Regions from separate parts of the Mus musculus genome. Here all the other regions are linked to region 3. A link is a contact called in public HiChIP or PLAC-seq and promoter capture Hi-C data. All regions are on one chromosome and are shown on one strand. The core of a region is the stretch at or near the end of the contact, and the rest is flanking DNA. Distances in the headings are between cores, read along the strand shown.

The links. Promoter capture Hi-C pulls out the DNA fragments that hold promoters and counts their contacts. HiChIP or PLAC-seq counts read pairs in DNA pulled down with a chosen protein or histone mark.
Region 1: a promoter capture Hi-C map of pre-B cells shows a contact between it and region 3, with 13 times the contacts expected there. The contact joins the promoter of Nucb2 here to the promoter of Arl6ip1 in region 3. A contact is called at or near these places in 9 of 39 promoter capture datasets (the C10 cell line, cranial neural crest, frontonasal cranial neural crest and 6 more), 1 of 484 Hi-C or Micro-C datasets (pre-B cells), 5 of 115 datasets of contacts at active chromatin or transcription factors (epiblast stem cells, forebrain, large pre-B cells and 2 more) and 1 of 9 other capture datasets (liver).
Region 2: a promoter capture Hi-C map of hippocampal neurons shows a contact between it and region 3, with 6 times the contacts expected there. The contact joins the promoter of Pik3c2a here to the promoter of Arl6ip1 in region 3. A contact is called at or near these places in 9 of 39 promoter capture datasets (the 3T3-L1 cell line, 3T3-L1-derived adipocytes, the C10 cell line and 6 more), 3 of 484 Hi-C or Micro-C datasets (B cells, CD4 T cells and uterus), 3 of 115 datasets of contacts at active chromatin or transcription factors (astrocytes, embryonic limb bud and epiblast stem cells) and 1 of 9 other capture datasets (liver).
Region 4: a contact with region 3 is called in an H3K4me3 HiChIP or PLAC-seq map of embryonic midbrain, with 11 times the contacts expected there. The contact joins the enhancer-like site here to the promoter of Arl6ip1 in region 3. A contact is called at or near these places in 5 of 39 promoter capture datasets (cranial neural crest, frontonasal cranial neural crest, hippocampal neurons and 2 more) and 6 of 115 datasets of contacts at active chromatin or transcription factors (the 230-238 cell line, embryonic forebrain, embryonic hindbrain and 3 more).
Region 5: a promoter capture Hi-C map of liver shows a contact between it and region 3, with 5 times the contacts expected there. The contact joins the enhancer-like site here to the promoter of Arl6ip1 in region 3. A contact is called at or near these places in 9 of 39 promoter capture datasets (the 3T3-L1 cell line, the C10 cell line, cranial neural crest and 5 more), 7 of 115 datasets of contacts at active chromatin or transcription factors (the 230-238 cell line, astrocytes, bone marrow-derived macrophages and 4 more) and 1 of 9 other capture datasets (adipose tissue).
Region 6: a contact with region 3 is called in a promoter capture Hi-C map of pre-B cells, with 3 times the contacts expected there. The contact joins the promoter of Lyrm1 here to the promoter of Arl6ip1 in region 3. A contact is called at or near these places in 2 of 39 promoter capture datasets (liver and pre-B cells).

The regions. Positions count from the first base shown.
Region 1 is chr7:116,502,802-116,506,100 of GRCm38.p6, forward strand. It overlaps Nucb2 (nucleobindin 2), which reads left to right and starts at 1,568. Exons shown (of 14, transcript NM_001130479.2): 1 at 1,568-1,683.
Region 2 is chr7:116,442,192-116,445,318 of GRCm38.p6, forward strand. Pik3c2a (phosphatidylinositol-4-phosphate 3-kinase catalytic subunit type 2 alpha) reads right to left here and starts at 1,267. Exons shown (of 33, transcript NM_011083.2): 1 at 1,113-1,267.
Region 3 is chr7:118,127,679-118,130,936 of GRCm38.p6, forward strand. Arl6ip1 (ADP-ribosylation factor-like 6 interacting protein 1) reads right to left here and starts at 1,947. Exons shown (of 6, transcript NM_019419.2): 1 at 1,791-1,947. The coding sequence starts at 1,826.
Region 4 is chr7:116,699,813-116,703,005 of GRCm38.p6, forward strand. No RefSeq gene overlaps it. Among named protein-coding and RNA genes, the nearest start is that of Gm39074, 16 kb to the right of the region's middle. Within about 2 kb of position 1,804, at least 26 of the 459 cell types and tissues checked have an H3K27ac peak or open chromatin away from gene starts, as enhancers often do. A contact at or near this core is called in the 230-238 cell line, where this site is marked.
Region 5 is chr7:116,407,987-116,411,265 of GRCm38.p6, forward strand. The region is part of intron 2 of Pik3c2a (phosphatidylinositol-4-phosphate 3-kinase catalytic subunit type 2 alpha); the gene reads right to left. Among named protein-coding and RNA genes, the nearest start is that of Gm40453, 25 kb to the right of the region's middle. Within about 2 kb of position 1,640, at least 71 of the 459 cell types and tissues checked have an H3K27ac peak or open chromatin away from gene starts, as enhancers often do. A contact at or near this core is called in adipose tissue, bone marrow-derived macrophages, liver and 1 more, where this site is marked.
Region 6 is chr7:119,894,227-119,897,604 of GRCm38.p6, forward strand. Lyrm1 (LYR motif containing 1) reads left to right here and starts at 1,635. Exons shown (of 4, transcript NM_001285959.1): 1 at 1,635-1,664. Dcun1d3 (DCN1, defective in cullin neddylation 1, domain containing 3 (S. cerevisiae)) reads right to left here and starts at 1,519. Exons shown (of 3, transcript NM_001163703.1): 1 at 1,332-1,519.

The DNA of each region.
Region 1 (3,299 bases), core at 318-2,817, 1.6 Mb before region 3:
ATATCTCTCAAGTTGAAATTTAGTGTGCCTATAACATAATCTTTTATCCTCTTCAAGTGTCATTACATTCAACTTGTTCATTTTTTTTTAAACATATGTCTCTGCTCTCAATCCCTCAGTGGAAGCAGAGCCACAAAACAAAAAATGGACAACATTCTAAAACACAAAAGGAGCTTAGCTTTGGGATATTATTCAAAGTAAGTGGACGAGAGGTGTGGATAAGAGTTAAAATCTAGAGGCTGAGGTTTTGGTTTAGTCACCATCCCAAGAATGGCCGAGTTAGTACAATGTGACTGACTCTTTTTTATAGACTGTAAGTGTGTGTGTGTGTGTGTGTGTGTGTGTGTGTGTGTGTGTGTGGCTGTTACTGACCCCATTTTATACACAAGGAAATGGAAGCATAGTGCTCTGATACCTTCTTTAGGATGGGTTAGAAAAGTTGAGTGTTGCAAGAGAGAAGTCTGATCTCTAATGGTGCACACAGCCATTAACCCACGTTGTGTCTTGCTAACAGTGGTTTCCATTGCAGTCTACCCTCCCCTGGATCTGTGGGTTCTTCGTTTGTAGATTCAACCAACTAGAGATAGAGAGAATGAGACAGAGAGCGAGCGAGCGAGAGTGCTAAGTGCCAGCATTCGTGTGTCTCTCTCTGCTTCCTGATACCTTGTGCCAGCTGCCTCAAGCTTCTTCTACTGCTGTACTGAAGCACACCCTTAAACTGTGAGCAAAACAAACAAGCAAAACCCCAAAACCAAACCAAACCAAACCAAACCAAACCAAACCAAACCAAACCAAACCAAACCCCTCTTCCTTCTTTAACTGCTTTTCTTAGTATTTTTCGTTGCAGCAAGGAGACCAGCCAGTCAGTACACAACCTAGGACCTTTTTCTTTGGGTTGAAAAACAAAACAAAACAAAACAAAACAAAACAAAACACCCTAAAAATCAGTCAGGTGCGAGTAACTGGCACTCACGCTTCAAAACCAGCTCCAAGGCTCTAAAGCTTTTCTACCCTCCAAGCACGTACAAAATGCCCCACGGTTAAAATGTTGTTAATGTTAAATGTGTTGAAGATGTCTTGACTCCACGGGGCAGAGAGAAGAAAAATCTGTATCTGAGAGGTAAATGCTATTAAGTCACAGGGACTCAGGGACCACGATAAGGAGGGTGGGGGTACGTTAAATACCAGTCTGAGTCCCTGCAGGAAAGAGGCTCTCCAAGACTCACAAGAGGGCTACCACTTTTTTCTCCACCACTGTGGGCGCTGCAGGCTCATGCCAGAGACCAAGAACCTGGCAAACCCTAAGATTTTGTGGGGGATCCCCGGGCATCACTTCACCCTACTAAGCCATGCACTAAGAGCTAGTCTAAGACAGCAAGGGAAGGAAGAGGCGCGGCTTCCTCACGCTTCGGAGAGCGCCACGTCCCTCTTGGCTAGTTCTTCCAGAAGCGCCTTCGCGTAGGCGCGTCCCTGGACCAGTTCACCAATAGGAGTCCTCCGCGATCCGGAGCTGGACCAATTAGCGGCTGTGGGGGGAGGAGGCAGTCACCATGGCAACCAGGAGGCGGGCACGCATTAGGCTGTGGATCAGAGCAAGGCGGAGGGCCGTGGGCAGGGAAAACTGGTGTGCTCGCGGCGGGCATCAGTCGGCTTAGCCTCGCGCGCCGGGACCCTGCAGAGAAGGTCAGTGGCGCGGAGCAGGGTGTAGATCCCAGCCTCGAGGAGGCTGGACGGGTCACAGAAGAGAGGGCGCAGGTCTGTTCTTGCCCTGCCCATGGTTGTGGGCATGGAGGGCCGAGTTCTGGGCGGGCAAGGTTGGGGAGGGTCTCCCAGCTGAAGCCGGAGGCGTCGGGTCCACTCCACCACTCTTCTAGCTACAGAGCGCTTGAGCTTTTCTTCCGGGTGGGTAGCACGAGCAGGCAGAGTAGGTGCTGGACCCAGACTGGGGCGGGGTACGTGGGCGAGGGGCTCGCCCACTGGTGAGGTCTCTGGACCTATCGATTCCCGGCTGATGCTCCGCGCCCCCCCGCCCCCCTCCAGTTGTGGAGCAAAGCTAGGCCCAGGAACACAGCTCTTCCCCGGGGTATGTGAAACCAGCATCTGCCACTAAGGAGAAAGTTCCTGCCAGCTGTAGTATCGTTTGCCCCAAAGTGACAAATTAGGTGAAAGAGGATACATTTTGATTTAGGGGGAAGAGAAAGATGTTACTTTCTTGTTGCACCTGCTGAATGTTACCTCCGTGGGCTGGTGTGGTTATTGTGGTTGATACAGACAGCAGTCTTACCAGACAGTTATTTTGCAAAATCAGAAAGGGGTGGAGGGGAAGAGAATGAAAATGAACAGGAACCCTTGTTCTGATAATTTATACCTTTTACACGGGTTAATGTACCTTTTACACAATTGAATGCCGAGTGCTATCATCTAAGTTTCTTATTTAAGAAACTGTGGATAAATAATATACATTTTATCCCCCTCCCCAATCATCCTGATTTTGACAAAAGGCAGGAAAGTGGTGACTCACACAATATCAGCTGTTAGGGGAGCCTGAGGCAGGAGGATACGGGGCTTAAATGAAAATATTTGTTATAGTGAGTTACAGTTAATTTTGGGATTTCCCTACAGGAAAGCTTAAAATGTTGAGATGATTGTCCCAAAGAATTGTCAAGAGGTGATAGTATTCTACCAGGCATTTGGACCAGGGAGCCTTTGGCTATTTAAATTGCTTCTTAAGGTCTTCCCTGGCTGGTTTTGTTAAGAAACTGGACTTGAGTAATGCTCAGATTATTTTATCTTAGAAATTGTATCAGGAGTTTTCCCTCACATAAGCTGTGTTATGGTTCTATAAAACTCAAATTCAACAAATAATGGTCCATGTTCCAACACATGTTCCTTGGTTAACACAATTAACAGGGTTGCACATTAAAATAATGGAAATTTAGGATTACAAATGAAATCTCAGATAGTATCACTCTAGTTATTAGGTGAGCACAGGACTCTCCATCATTAGGTTTGTCTGATGTGGGTCAAAAATTCATTTCCAAGAGCCATCTAGATGACTCGGTGGATAAAGGCGCCCGCAGCCAAGCCTGATCTCCCTCTGAGTTTGGTCCCAGTGACCCATAGGGTAGAAGGGGGCACCAGCTTCTGCAAGGTGTCCTTTAAAACATCCATAAATACATTGTAACAATTCCTCTCTGCCTCCTTGTGGGTTTACAGATGCTGTTCTTAGGCTATTTTCATTTACCCACTGCTCTGTGGTGGAGCCCCTGTCGCATTTACTCTCCTCTGTTCCCTAAGGT
Region 2 (3,127 bases), core at 17-2,516, 1.7 Mb before region 3:
GAAACTAAGTTTGAGTTAACAAATATCTCTCTCTCAGTTACAATGCTTTTCAGTATTCAAAACACTGAATGCCAAACTTGCAGGCAGTTTCAAAAACTTGAAAATTTCAACCAAGGCACTTCAGCGTGGTCTGTAACCTTGAATAACCAACTCCAATTACAGCAGAGCTACTTAACAGTTTCTCGTGGAGAAAGAACCATCAGGGAGGCAAGAGTACAAAGTCTTCCCTGGAACCAGTGTTCCAGGACCTCTGCGCAGCCTCTCTTCCCGAACACTACTTCACCAACCCCCTAAGAATAGCCTTTTATTTTCTGTCCTTGGCTTGAGATGTACCACATTCAGTGATCTCCCCCCCCCCCCGCCCCCCGCCCCGAAGGCAGTATTCTTCCTGACACCTACCTGGAAAGATTTAGGGATACTTTTTAAGAAGTAATCTTGTTCAAACAGGGATGCTTCCTTCGTGTCACTGAATTCAAACACCCACTGGCTAAAATAAAAATATACTAATTAGGACTTCACCTTCTATCAGGACAACACGGTGAAAGAACTACCGTATACACTCCCCTCCTCTTCAATTATTCCTTGTTCCTCAGTCACGCAGGAAGAGTTAAATATTCTTACTTTAATGCCCTAGCAGAAAGATGATGCACTAAATATACACAAATATCATTGCGTTCCCAAAGCAAGCAGTTTCTGGATTTTTGTTTTAAGGTAACGAGGTGAAGGGTCTCAGAAGAAAAAGAACCACCCGAGGCTCTAAAAACCGAGCTGGGAGAGGAGAAGGAAGAGGCCATAGCAGAAGTTCAACAGCCACTCTCCAGAACAGTCGGGACAGGAGCCTGGGACCGCCACCGCGGCTCCCTCGCTGTCCCGGGGGACCGTGGGGTGGCTTCCCCTCCCCCGCCCCCCGAGGGACAGCAGCGTCCGGCGGCCCGCGACAAAGGGGCCTGGCGCGGGGCGCTGGCGACCGTCGGGTGGGGGACGGGGCCCCGAGGAAGGAGTCAGAGAGGATGGAGTGACCAAGGGGCACGGCGGCCGGGTCCCTCCCCTCTGAGTCCCTCGGCGGCTGCGCAGAGCCAGGTCCCGCTCCGCACGCACCGGCAGCCCCTCACCTCACGCTGCGGGAGTCTTGGTCTTCACCGCAACCCGAGCCTTCGCGCCCTCCAAGGTCCGAGCCATGTTTTTCTCCCGCCTCAGCTGGCTCAGCCGGCCGCTGAGGAGAGCTTCGACTGACTCCGCGGCCAGCCGAGCTCTGCACGTCACTTCCGATGGTGCAAGCACCGCCCCCGTACTTGAGCGCCTTGCGATTGGCCGACGCGGATGGCCTACCTGAGATGGCGGGCGGGGCGCAGGCGGAGCCTGAAAGGCAGCAGCGGGGAGGTTGCGGGATGGAGTGTGGTTGCCCCGGGGAATGGGTGTCTTAGGCGCGGCCGGCCGGGGGCCTCTCGGGGAGGCTACCCCGGGACTCCTCCTGGCCGGCCTCGAGCTCCGAAGCGCCCTTTGTTCCCGGGCCCTGTCCCAGCACCGCGCGCCTCTGATCTCTGGCTTGCGGTTGCCTGGTTTGAGGTTTTGGCCCCAGGCCGCCCAGAGATTAGCTTGGTTTGGAAGACAGAAAAGAACAGTCAAGACGAAATCTTTCATTCCCTCCAGCGGTCGGCGAGCTCTCGCGGACGTTCAGGTGCTTCGAAGTTTGCATTAGCTCGTCGTGTGGGCCCTGGAAAGGGCTGGATGCGTGCGTGCGGCGTTCTCGCCTTGGTGTTTGCTGACAGCCCCGCCGCGGCCAGGTGGGCAAGGTTAGCCCGGTAATAACAGCGCTCGGCCAGACATCACACCCAGGCCCCATAGTAATCATACCTTTCTCGTGAGCGCGGACTGCAATTGGGCTTGTAAAGAGTTTAGCGCTCTGTTGTCTGATTCAAAACTGTGAAGCAGATGGGAGAATTATTCCCGTTTTACAGATTGCAAAAGACGACTGTCGGTAACTGTCGGAGGAGAGGAATGGCAACGTAAACTGGCAGAGTCTGCTTGGGTTTTGGGATTTCGAAGTGTATTCCCAGCATTTCCCCCTTTCCTTTAGTAAGGGAGGAGAGACCTCTGATCCTTTTGGTTTAAATAAACACGCTTGCACTTCTAGAGGCTGGATGAAGTTCTGCTTTAAGGGGAAGCGGGAGAAGGGGGCAGGGAAGGAGGGCAGGGAAGGGAATATGAGAATGTGGCATCTTCCTGTAGTCCAAGCTGAAGCTAAGACAGGAGATTACTCTAAAGCTCAGCAGTTCAGGACCTGTCTCCAAAAACAAACAAACAAACCTAGCTCAGTGGTAGTGCACCTAAGTAGGTTTAGTCTCCAGCACTAGCTGAAAGCAAAAGGAAAGGCTATTCTAGGGAGAAGTCTAGGAGCAACTTCTGGCTGTACCACCCTCCCTCCCAGCCCCTAGCTGTCTACTAGCCCCACCTCCACGCAAGCTTACACACCCCAGAAGAATGTCCCTTAGGAATCTGCTCAGCTCTACAGCATTGTTCTGCTTTATCTTCTCATCAAAGGAGGAATTTATACACTTGGCAGCTCTTCCTCAAGATTTAAAAGGGTGAGGAAAAGGAATTCTCTCAGGACTGGCTTCCTACCTTCTGCTGGAAAACAGAGTGTGCCTTTAGGAAAGAAAAGAAAACACTGAGTCTTATGGGAAGATAACTTGGTGTTCTCTCTCTCTCTCTCTCTCTCTCTCTCTCTCTCTCTCTCTCTCTCTCTCTCTCATCTCTCTGATCGAGAAAGGGAACTATCTTCTTTTGGTCCCTGGTAGCTTATGCCCTCCCTGGTTTGACTCAAACAAATCCTTGTTGAAATTCTGGCTTTCTCATTTATTGTGGCTTTTGTATGGCCCCACAGGTAGGAAGTGCAGTAGACTGAGAAGCTGAAGACTTAGGTAGCTTCCAATTGCAAATTGTTAGGTGTCAAGAAGCTGGGCTAGGAGCCCCCTCTCAGCCCCTCCTCTGCCTGGCAGTGGTGCCTGCCGATGGTTGTTAAACAATGTGAACAGACTTGTAAAGAAAGTGCAAACCATGCTTGCTGTCCTTTGAGACCGATTAGACACTAGCTAACAGCTACTTTCTCCTACTGGCTTCAATTTTA
Region 3 (3,258 bases), core at 697-3,196:
TTTTATTGATTGAAGTCCTTCTAAATCCATCAGGAGAACCTTTCCCTTAACACTAAGTACATAAATCTCTAAAATAGCTTTGTATAATGGAATGACTCTGATGTTGGCAGTCACTGTGGAATTAAAGAAAACTCTTTCAACCAAACTATGTGAGCTCAGCACTTAATGGCTCCTCATCATTAATGATAGAATTTCAATTAAATCTCAAAATTTTTCTGCATATGTGACAACTAGCCAAAAGCACACCTTTACCATGGGCTACTGTGACCTGAACCTATCAGGGACTTTGGTAACGGAAGGTATTTAGAACCTGTTTGTGCAGAACTCTGGATTCAACATCCAGGAACTACATACACACAATGCCCAACTGACACTATCAACTCTTCACAAAGGAATATGCAAATATAGAACAGTTCAGGCTAATTTTAATAAAGATGAGATATGTGACTAAGTACTTTTGACATCTCCCCATACTAGAAATCCTAAACATTTTACATGTTATACTTCAATTGACGCTCCAAAAAAACTGGAAAAGGTATTCTCACAACCTCTACTTTAAGATAAGGCGACTGAGACATAAAGGGGTTAATATATTTAAATCCAGGAAATCCAAGACTAATGGACTTGCTCTCCTTAAAATGATGGAAATAGTAGTGATCAGGCCCTCTCCCATGATAGTTTCCTTGTACAGCAATTAATCCTCTTATTGAATTGTTTGCTGGTATTGTGTAGGAGGAGTTTAAGGGTACAGGGTAAGCATCTCTATTGTATGGTACTGTGTGTGTGTGTGTGTGTGTGTGTGTGTGTGTAGGGAATTTAAGGATACAGGGAATGCACCTCTAAACACAAATACAAACTGAAAATCTTGCACTAATCAAAACTGTCCCGAAGAATCTTGTCGGCACTTAGCAGTTAAAAAGGCAGGCATTAAAAGCTGATTGCTTTTTTCATTTCTGATATGGCCTGCCTTTTCTGGGGAATGACAATACAGAAAAAAAAAAAAAAAGATCTTTCGTTCTTGCCTAGGTGGGTGATGCAGTTAAAAATTTGAAACTAGCAGGGCCTGGTGATGCGCAACTGTAATCCCAGCACAGGAGGATGACAAATACAAGGCTAGCCTCGTCAAGCTACACGAAAACCTAGCCTTAAAAACCAAAAACAAAGACCTAACCAAAAACAAAGACCTGTAATGAAGCAAACGCGCCCTCTTCTAATACCATCATCTCGTGTAGCTCCGTCAAATCCGTGCTAAATCATTTTTAAAGTTGCATCCAGTCCCGTGAGTCCCTCGCCAGTTCCCAGACAAGTGCCAGGATCCCCCACTGTCCTTTCCGCAGAACCCGTTTTCAGCTTCCTGCGGTGAACTCCAACCAGCCAGCTCCAACAAATTCTGTGTCAGCGATAAACTAATTCTCTGTAGCAGCCCTTTGACCCTCCACCCTTGCGCCAAGTTTTAGGAGAAAAAGAATCATGATTAAAAATAATCTACGGAACATGAGATTAAGATCAAAGGGCAAAACAGGTAGGTCTCCGGCCTGAGCCGGAGCGCTAGACAAGGCCCCTGGCGGCCGAGTGCCCCAACCTGTTACCCAGGTTCCTTCTTGCCACAGCCCCCTTCTCACACTTCCTCACGCACGGCCCAAGCCTTATGGTGCAGGATTCCGGGGGACGTTGGGGATCGCCAGCAGCGACCTCCACCGTGGAGATAAGGCCTGGCTGTCCCTGGTAGTCCACCGAGGCCAGGAGGCCCATCCGGAAACTCCGGGGACAGACTGACCACCGCAACTCACCAGCAGGTTGCTGCTGCGGTTATCCCCCTCCGCCATCGTTCCAGACTCGCGGTTATCAACGAGCGAACACACACTATCCCCCCAACACCAGCAAGGCAACCCGAGCGCGGGGGAACGCCCCGCAGTCTGCTTATATAGGCTAGCTGCCTTTCCCGACAGCCCTCGCGAAACTCGCTCCTCATTGGGTAGACCGCACTCCGGCTTCTGGGAAGTCGGGCCAACCGGCAGCTAGCGCATGACTTGAAATCCAGGTCAAAGGAGAGCGAAACTGAAAGACTCTGACCAATCAGAGTGCAGGGGTGTGGCCCTCGAGAGGCGGAGCGGAAGGAAGCGGTTCAACCGCCGTACCTAGTCTCTCACCCAGATCTTCCTAAATCCTGGGGCCTCTCTAGTCCCTAGCTCTTCTGCTGGAAATCAAAACCGCTCAGGCGCCTGTCCGCTCAGCTGCGCAGGGGATGCGCAATGGCATCCTATGCGGAGGCTGGAAGGGCAAGGACGCTTTAGGTTGCTGTGGCACCTGCTGACTGAAGTATTGGCTGCCCCAAGTGAGCGCTGTCTGTGCCTTCTCCCCAGCTCTGGCCTTTGGAGAACATGGAAGATGCACAAACTCTTAAAGGGCTTCATTTGCAGCCAGTTTTTGGGGGAATCATTTGCGGGGTGCTTCACTTGATAATCTATGAGTACTTCAGGTAGCTAGGGGAGCGCTTCATTCGGAGGGATGGATGAGTAGAGGAGCAATTCGGATGTTGGAGGGCTTCAGACTGATAGATTAATGGATGTATGGGGAAGCCAGGCTAAATACGACCTTCAACTAATTTTAAATTATTTTTAAAAACACTTCGTTCCTTAATTCCCAGGTTCTTTAAAGGCCTTGGAGGTTAAAGAGAAATGTGAGAGATCACATAGTGCTCCTAAATATGCCTGGTCCCTTCCTGGCCTATGGTGGCTCTGTCAAAGGGGCATACAATTTGTCATAGAACTTGTGGAAAGTACTAGAAGGTACAGACAACAGTTTTGACCAGGAAGGACGCTCATTGTGTGTGGGCGGGGCGGGGGGGGGATATTATGACTTCGGTTGATACAGAAATCATGTCAAAAATTGTAAAGCCTGGAATTCCCTCCTTCTCCTCAGTATTGAGAACAAAAGGACCCAAACAGCTGCTACCAAGCAATGAGGTGCCCATCTTGGTGGTACCAGGAGCAGTCACTTTGCTAAGAGAGGGCAGAGTAATAAGTTTTTCCTTGGCAACTTGGCTACTGCCCCAGAAAGCTTAGTTTAGTCGGTGTTCCCAAAGTAAAATTTAAGTTTAGGCCAGTCCCAGGTCCCAATCCAGCTCTCACTAACCTTCCAAATGGCTCAGAGGTTACAAACACCTCTTTTTCTACCACAAAGTGACCTTTTGAAATGTGTCAGAAGATGAAGCTCGTAACACAAATCTTCCTCAGAACTTTGGCACTGCAAATGAAG
Region 4 (3,193 bases), core at 554-3,053, 1.4 Mb before region 3:
CCCAGTGTGGTCACCAACACACTTTTCTCTTCTTTATCTTCTCCATCCTGGTGTTAGATAAAGATATGTCTTTGCCAGCTGGACTCACCTTTCCTCCATAGCTTACGACATTGAGCATTACGACATTTTCCCATGCTTGTTGGTGATGCCTGTTACATGACTCTCCCTCTTGTGGGCTCTACATTTGGGGAAAGCAGAGATCAGACAGTCAATCTCTGTGGAGGAAGGTCTACATCCAGGAGGGCTTAAACTTTCCACTGGCCTTCTCGACAGAGTGTGAGTCCCTGTGAGTCTGGGCAGGAGGGACAGGAGTGTAGAGAGCCCAGGGAGAGAGTGTTGCAGGTTCAGGACAGAGATTGAGGACATCTGAATAGGAGCTGGACTCAGGCTATTGGGAGAACGGGGTGAAAAAGGCATGAAAGCCTCAGGCAATGAGATGTTCCATTTTAGTGTCAGAAGTGAGGAAGACCTCTGTTAGGAGAAAAAAAAAGATGGGGTCACAAGTATGTAAGCCAGAGCAGATCTTCTCCCACCTAAATATTGCACATCTATCTATTTTCACTTACATTGAGCATGTGCCACCACACGTGTGAAAGTTGGAGGATAGCTTATTGTGTCCAGTTCTCTGCTTCCATCCTGTGGGTCCCAGGGATTGATCTCAGATATGTTAGTCTTAGCAGCAAGCACCTTACCTGCTGATCCATCTCTTGTGCCCTAGACCATTCCTTTTTTGTCTTCATAGTTTGTCTGTAAGTCCAAAGAGCAATCCTTTGTTTGCATAGGGATAAAGGAAGTAGAGCTAGCCTCAATAGCTACTGACTTTGTGTCCAGTACATTACCTGTATTGTTATTTACATTGGGTTCATTCACTGTGACACAGTCCTATTTATCTTTATCTTGCTATTACTATCTTCCTACTTGCTCAACCTCGGGGGCTCATGCAAGGAACGGTGGGTTAACTGCCCCCCCATCCTTTTTCTCACCAGTTGCACCCCCACTGTAGGCCACATGTTGTAGATATTGCTTTTTGTTATTTCTGCCCTTCCAGTCCCTCGTGAGGGTCTGATCCCAAATGGCAGGCGCTTTTCCTCCCCTAAGCGACTTGTCTGACTGAGGACTCAGTCCGTTTATGGCCTAGGGAGGTGTGATGGGTAGCTTTAATTATTGACTCGATGCTGTACAGACTCACCCGGGGGAGAGAGTTTCATTGGGGGATTGACCTGCCAGCAGGTCTGTGAGGGATTCTCTTGATTGTTAGTTGAGGTGGGAAGACCTAGCTGGAATGTGGGACGCACCATTTCACCGGCCGGGCTTTTAACGGCATGAGAGCAGAACATGAGAGCAGAACGGCTGAGCGTGAGTAGGTAGGCAGCGTGGGCGGATTCGTTCCCTTCCGCTCTTGGCTTTGCATGCGTTCCTGCCCCGACTTTCCCTTAACGATGGACTATAGACTGGAATTGTGAGCCAAATAAGCCCTCCCTTCCAGCTAAGTTGCTTTTTGCTAGAATACCTTTTGTCACAGCAACAGATGCAAAGCCAAGAGTCAAGAGAATAGTGTTTTTTGTTTGCTTCATGTTCTATGCCAGCTTATACAGTTTTTCTTATTTAATCCTCTGTTCACCGAGTGAGGTTGGCATGGTAATCTTTGCTTTGCAAATAAAGAAAAAAAATGCCCAGCACTACCCAGCTACGGAAGTGACTTGGTCTGAACACAAATCCCATGAGTCCCTGGCAGTCTCTGGCCTCAACGGAGTCCTTCACAGATGGCCAGCTAGAGAGGAAACTTCGGCTGGTCTGAGAGAGCCTGCAGTGCCGCCCTCTGCTCCTAGATGGCGCTCAAGGCTCAGCTTCCAGGCCACACTAGGGGCTTCAGCCCTAAGGCTCTGTCTAAGACAAGCTGTGGAGTTTCTGCAACTATTTCAGGAAAGGAAGAAGCCTGTGTTGGAATCATTGTTCTGATTTTGTTTCCGTTTGCAAAGCCAGTCTTTCGTCTCTAAGCCTGCAGTTTATATGTAGCCATGCTAGACTGACAAGCTGAAGCCTGTGTGAGAGAGTGGGCAGACATCCCAAGTAGAAAATGAGGTAAATGGCGCTGTCTTCTGACCCTGTAATCAAAGTTGGCAAGACTTTGTAGATGTCAGCAGACCCTCCCCTGACCAGGGAAGAGAGACCTTTATCAGCAGAGGTGGGAAGAGCCTGTCATTTGGAGTCTGACCCCTTATTTTGTGGAGCTGGAGAGGAATGGCTGCATCACTGGACTCGGTTCGGGGGTTCCAGCGGGATTTTAAGCACCTTCTGCCTAGAGTGGGTGGGGTTAATGGGCACAGATGAGCGCAGCAGCTGGGCCCACAATGTGGGGAGGGACAGGAAGTTGGAGGTGCCTTTCTCTGTGGAGGCGGCAGTTACTCAGTCGCCTCCTTGGGGAGATGATGTATGGTCTAGATTTTAAAAAATCCTTAATGTTTACTTGATGTTAACTCCCAGTAAAAGAAAGTAAAAATGGTGTAGGTAAGGAATAAGAAAAGAAAAACATTAAGCAGAGTACAGGAGTCTTTGAGGGAAACTGAGGCGTCTTAGGTCAGTATCCCAGGAGGAAGGTAGACGGCAGCCAGACAAGGGCGTGCCAGCTTGGAAGGGTATTGGTAGCTAACTGGATGGATATTGGGCATAGCTGGCTCCACTTTTAGAGAAGTAGATGGGTGAGACCTGCCATTTTAAATTCCCATTTCCCCCTCAAAATCGTTCTAAGTGTGGGCATCTTCTTCCTGCTTTGTTGAGATTTGATCAACAATTCTGAGTCTCTCCAAGCCTACTTGTGATTTCTCTTTATTAAAAAAATAGATTTTATTTTTATTTATGTGTGTGTGTGTGTGTGTGTGTGTGTGTGTGTGTGTGTGTGGTTAATGTGAACCCGGGTGCAGTTCCCATGGAGACCAGAAGAGGGCATTAGATTCCCCCCTGGATCTGGAGTTACAGGCTTTTGTGAACAGGGTGCTGGGAAATCCGGTTCTCTGCAAGAGTAACAAAACACACCCACTTAGCCACTGAACTCTCTCTCTAGCCCCATTCTTCTGAGTGTTTTCTTTGCTTGGATCTCCAGAAAGCTTAGCACCTGGTTGGAGTCCAGATGCCTAAAACTTGGGCAGAGCCCAGTGCCCTTCAGGGCTGTATCTCTCTCCCCTTGCGCTTTCTT
Region 5 (3,279 bases), core at 390-2,889, 1.7 Mb before region 3:
TCAGGATTACATAGAGAAACCCTGACTCAAAACAACAAAAGAATATTAAAAGGGAAGCCATACCTAGTGGCCCACACCTATAATCTTAGCATTGGATATAAGACTACTGAGACTACAGCAGGAGGATTCTACAAGTCAGCCCAGGGTATATAATTAGGAAACCACCCAGCATTGGCTACAGAGTGAAACCTTGTCTTGGAAAAAAATATATTTATATACTGTATGGGAAAACTACATGCCAATACAAGTTTTAAAGTTCCTCATACATTACTCAGAAATTAAATGGGATAAAAGCAATTCTGAAAAAAAAAACCTATAGCAAATGCATTCTAAATATATTACTTTTCAGAACTAAATGCATTGCTTCCTATACAATAAGAATATTTTGAATCTTTCTTCTTTAAAATTAATGAGGGAAAAGGAGGGGTAAGGTAAGAAATGGCTGAAAATAGCATGCTTATAATCCCGGCATTTGGGAGGTAGAGGGAGGAAGTCAGGAGTTAAGGTCTAGCAGCTGTACGATGAGTTCAAGGGTACATGAGACCTTGCCTCAAAGAAATAAAATGAAATTGATGTTGGACATTCTGCCAATAATATATAAAGTTAGGCTGCTAATAAACTTTTAGAAACATCAAGTGACACACTTATAAAACCACATTGTTGTTTCTAAAATAGAATGTTGCTATACTACAGTACAGGCTAACCCCAAATTCACTATATAATCTAGGCTGGCCTCAGACACTGCCTTGATCTTCTTAGTGTTCCAAGTACTGGGATTTGTATTTATTTTAACTATTATCATTTTTATTTTAAGTACATGTATTTTCTACCTGCATACTTATTAATGCCTGGTGCCTGAGGAGGCCAGAAGAGGGAATCAAATGCCCTGGAACTGGAATGTCTTAGTTAAAAGTTTTATTGCTGTGAAGAGACACCATGACCACAGCAACTCTTATAAAGGAAAACATTTAACTGAGGCTAGCTTACAGTTTCAGAGGTTTAGTCTATTATAATCATGATGGGAAACACGGTGGTGAACAGGCAAACAAAGGTGCTAGAGAAGGAGCTGAGAGTTTATATCTTGATCTACAGGTAGCAGGAGACTGTGCCACACTGGGCATAGGTTGAGCATATGGAGACCTCAAAGCCCACCTCTATAGTGACACACTTCCTCCAACAAGACCACAATTCCTAACAGTGCCACTGCCTATGACCAAGTATTCAAAACATTTCTGTTACAGATAGCTGTCAGTTACCACATGGATGCTGGGAACCAAACCAGGTCCTCTGAAGGACAATAAATGCTCTTAACCATGGAGCCATCTCTCTAGCCTCAAATATTTTAATTATGTGCTATCATATCCAACTTTCAAAACCACTTTTATGAATGCCATCTAATCTCTCCTCTAAAATATCTGAAATCTGTTCAAATTAACTAAAACAGTTATTGACCACCACATCTGATTTAAGCTTAAAGTACCAAAACAGCTTTTTAAAGCTGTTCCTTTCCTGGTTTTGATCTCACACAAAAACTGCACTTAAGTATTTAGATTATTATTAACCAAACAAAAGACACTAAGAGGAAGCAGGAAGTAGGCCTGCTGAGTAAGGAGAAAAATATCCGTTAGAGTGGGGTTTTTAACACACAGAATTTCTAACAGGAAATGAACACATAAGTACATGCAGTAATTATAGAGAATAGGTATTTGCAATGCTGTTTCCCAACAGAAAGCATAAGCTTCAGGGAAATACTTGTGAGTAGGCTGAGACTGAGCAGTATGTGAGCACATGAAAGACCCACTCCAATGTTTTCCAAAACCTGCCCATAATTGGTGCTCTCTTTACCTTTTTTTTTTTTTTAACCTTTTGGGTTACATAACCAAACTTTCTTATTATAATACATATGTATGATGTCAGTATGTGTGTGTGTGTGTGTGTGTGTGCGTGCGCGTGCACACGTGTGCACATGAATGTCACTGTGCATGTGTGGAGGTCAGAGGACAACACTGTGGGGTCAGTTCTCTCTTTCCATCTCTACACAGGTTCTGGGGATTGAATTCACAGTGTACAAGTAAAATCAGCATAAGATTTCACAAACTTTATGAGATCTTGGTATCTAGAAAAGATTGGGGGCTGGAGAGATGGCTCAGCAGTTAAGAGCACTGACTGTTCTTCCAGAGGTCCTGGAGTTCAATTCCTAGCAACCACAACCACATGGTGACTCAAAACCATTTGTAATGGAATCCAATACCCTCTTCTGGTGTGTCTGAAGACACTGAATATGTACTCACATTTCTAAAATATATAAATCTTAAAAGAAAAAAAAAAGAGTGAGGCTAGCCTGAACTACATATCAAGTCCCTATCTCAAAAACATTAGTAAGGGATAGGTAAGATAACTTAGAAGGTAACGGTGCTTACTGCCAAGTCTAACCACCTGAGTTAGATACATGGGATTCATATAGAAGGAGAATGGACTCCTGCAGAAACTCATGCACATTTACATATACACAAATAGTAAATTAAAATTTAAAACTTTTTAGGAACTAGGCTTGAAACTTTGATATGAAAATCTTTTTTGTACATCAAACTTAGATTGAATGCTTCTAATAATTATGTTTGCAACCTGTATCACTATTATGAAATAGCTATAGATTCCTTGTAGATAATTAGATTATTAAACTTTCCTATTTGAATTTTCTTCCCCATCTGAACTTGTTATACTTTTATGGATACTGAGATGTAAAACTAAGTTACTATACTAGTCTCTTAATTTACATGGAAAAAAGGTAGAATCTGCTTGATTTGGGCATTTTCTATAAAATATAACTTTCAGCAGCAAACACTTGTCTTAACACAAATCTCGCACTGTTTTATTACCCTAACATACACAAAGGAAAACTTAAAATATTTAATAGGATTGAAAATTTGTTATACTACTATTTCATTGCTTTACAAGAACACCATACCTTTCCAGAGATCCTATTCTATGCATTAGTTTGAAAATACACATTCAAAATACAAAACCTCCTAAGGAATGCAGCTCAGTAGCATGCACAATGCACTGTCTTCAATCCCTAGCACAAGCACAACTACCACCACCACCACCACAACAATACACACACACACACACACACACCCTACAAAAAAGCTAGCATCCTCTTTTAAATGGCAACTTTCGAAACTTTATATTATATACATATGTAATATTATATATTATGTTATTTTAAATAAAGGGATCTCATAAATATCTAGTATGACTAGTTCATAAGTTAAGAAA
Region 6 (3,378 bases), core at 385-2,884, 1.8 Mb after region 3:
CTGGAATCTCTGACAGCCTAGAAGAGGCACTACTTACTCATGATGGGGTGTTTGTTTGTTTGTTTGTTTTTTAAACAATATGAGAGAGTTCTTTCCAATCAGTCTTTCTTTTTTTTCAGACATTTCTATACCCATTATGCACTGTGTTTTGCTAAAAGCATAAGCACATATCACACTGTCTCTTCTACGACCACCTATACACAAGGCATCGGCTAAATAAGATAAAAAAATCAAGCTGATTGTAAGACATACAAATCGAGACAGGCATAAAAGAGCTATTGTCCAACTGTAGAAACAAAAACAGTAATATAGGGTTTTCTGTTCTCTGAAGTGCATCATGAAGTGTGGGTGGAGAGAAACACAGAAATCCAGAATTAGCCTAACATCAAATCATTTTTGGAAAGAGTTGACAACATGTAAATTCCTCACATATAAAGTATTTAGAGCGAGAGACCTTGATTCCTGGGCTATGAAGCCACTTATGATGCCTTGGAAGAGCTCTGGAATTCTAGTATTCATAAAAGAAAATGTTCATTATAATCGGGAGCCAGGCGGCGTTGTGAGGTACTCCCCAATGTGACACAGACCATAACTGAAGTACTACAAAGCTTGCAGTTAGGAGCTGGGATAGAGGCTGAACACCAAATTCAAAAGAGGTAGCTGAGGTACTAAGTGCCACAAAGGGGAGAGGGTGTCCACGACTGCCACTTAACCACAGAGAATTAAAGTATGAAACAGAGGTGTGTATGAGGGGAGATAAGAGATGGGGATGGAAAAAACAATACATTTGTCATCCCGTCCCACTTCCTAAACAGGATATAGGCAAACCCTCCAGCCCCATTACCTCAGGCACAGATGGTTATCGTTTATAGCAAAGGTGCACTGAAAGGCCTTCAGGTCTGAGCCCCTTAATTCCAGAGCTGTTAACGATTACAGAAAAGGATGGGGGTGGGGAGAAAAATCAGGGAGGGAGCTGCAGATTCACCCACCACCTCCCCCTTGGGCTCCTACCTCACGGCTCTTACCCTGGACTTTCAGCTCAGAGTCTGCAGACCCTCCCCGGGGATCTACAGCCCCAGGTCCCCAGGCCCGGGATTGAGGGGTGCTGGCGATGGACAGGCAGGGACAGTAGGTAAGTTTTCGGAGCCTTGCGCTTGACAAGCCACAGGCTCCCCTCACAGCCTCTTCTTCCAGAGGGACCAGTCCAGACAAGGCGCTGATATGCACTCCTCCCTTTCCACCACCACCCCCTTTCTCGAAGGAACCGAACCCCCGCCCCTTCATCTCTCAACGCTCCCCCCTTTTCCTCAACTCCCCCCCTCCAAACTCACAGCTGCTCCAGAGGTTCCTCCAGTCAAACCCTTTCTGGAAACGACGGCGGCCCGGCGGGTCCAAACTACCTACCATCCCCGCTTGCGTTTCCAGGCTCCCTACCCCCGCCGCCGCCGCCTTTTCTGCCACCGCGGCCGCCGCCTCCTCCTCATCTGCAGCCCACCGGCGGCGGCCGCCCCGAAGCCCCGCCCCCTCCATTGCCTCCTGCATCATCACTTCCGGTAACCCCGCCGGCCGCTGGCTCGAGGAGGGAGAGAATGGGAGAGGGGCGGGGACAGGAACGAGGAGGGTGACGTCACGACGTACGCGAGGACGTCCGAAGCCGTCTCCAAGTAAGGGCAAGGCGGGGAGCGGCGGAGGGTGGGCTAGGAGCTGGGCCAGGCCATTTTCTGACTAGAAATGGGGCAAGGGGATAACGAAAGGGTGAAAGGGAAGGCTGGAGGAGAGGGAGGTTAGCTCAGTTGTTGAGTGCGGCGGGGAGTCGGCTAAATCTGGAAGTTTCAGGAGGTTTGAGACGACCTCTAACCTGGGCCTCATGCTAACACAGCGGTCCGCCCGGTGGTTTGGCCCGGCCTGGCCTACTGGACCTGCTGGATACAGCCCGGTGTGGCCAAGGCTCGGCAGAGCTCCTGGCACCGCCTCTTCCCAGCCGGCTCCTGTGGGTGGGGAAAAGCAGGAGTGACGCTGAGTGAGTGTAAGGATGGAGACGCCGGCTCCAGTCGCGGGGGACTGGGGAAAGGGGTTGGCTTCCCAGGGCCAGGGATGAGATGCCGGTGTGGGGTTGCTAGGAGACGCGCCTGTATGACCCCAGCCTCGCGAGGGCGACTGGTGTCATCGCTGCTGGCCTCGGGAGACCTGCCTAAGGGAACTGGCACGTGGGAGAGATCCTGCCTGGGACCCTTCAGACTTTTCGATTATAAATGGAAGGCGACGGGGCAGTTGTAGGAGGCTGGAGAGGTGCTGGCCTTGAGAAAGGCCACCCAAACGATCCCGGATGTAGGAATCAGACTTCAGGTGATGATGAAGGCTAGTTTCATTACTAAGATGAGCAAATGACAAAATGAAGGAAGTCTTGTTTCTGAACTTTTCATTAATAAGTAAATGAATGCAGAGAATAGCAGCTGCCCCAGAAGCTGAATGGTGTGGTGAGAAGGCCTCTTCCAGGTTTAAGAGGAAAAGAGAATGGGAGAAGGAACTGCCTTGTGGGTAACATTTTAAACAAAAGGCAGACGAGAAAGAAGTCTTGGAGTTGCAGAAATAGCAAGGTTTTGGCCTTTGTATTACTTCCCTGAAGTGTAATGAATGACCAAACCTTAATTTACATTTAAAAAAATTGCTGCTGGATAAAAGAAGGTAGTTAAAGGGCTGTTGCTAAGGCCATGAGAGATGACAGTGGTGGAAACATGGAAATTAAGAGAATTGATTCATAATGTATTTGGGAGCTTGAGCATTCCAGACTGAATGCTGAACTGGATACGAAATGTATGGGAGAATGTGAAACCAAAGATGTTTCTCTAGAGAAAACAGTTTGGGAAGGAATCTCCTATGCTCTCTGGAACGTATGTCCAGAGTCATTTTACAGCCCATGAAGATGTCCAGAAATGAGACGGACAAGCTGGAAGACAAGTCATGGTTGGAGATAATAAATGTGGGGTTTATTCCTAGACCCTGGAATAGGTAGTAGATGAGAAAGAGCCCCAAATTCTTTAGATCTCACATTTAGAGACCACCAAGAAGGGTACAAGCCAGTAGGAAGCTCAATAAGAACACCTCAAAAATAAGGAGTCCCCCTTAATATCGTTAAACAATAGTATCCACCCTCACAATCAGTGAGAGTCACCTTTTGAGGGCCTCAAATCTCTTCCTGCTCTCCCAGCTGTCAAAGCTTTTGGACTTGGTGTACAAGAATGTGTGTGCACTCCTGATTTCCTTGATAAATGTTGGTTTACATGAGCCCATTGGGATCTATTTTGTCATATCTTCGTAGGAACACCTTATACGATACCAGCCCTGGAATTCTTGTTTGGTTTGTTGTGTGATTGTGCA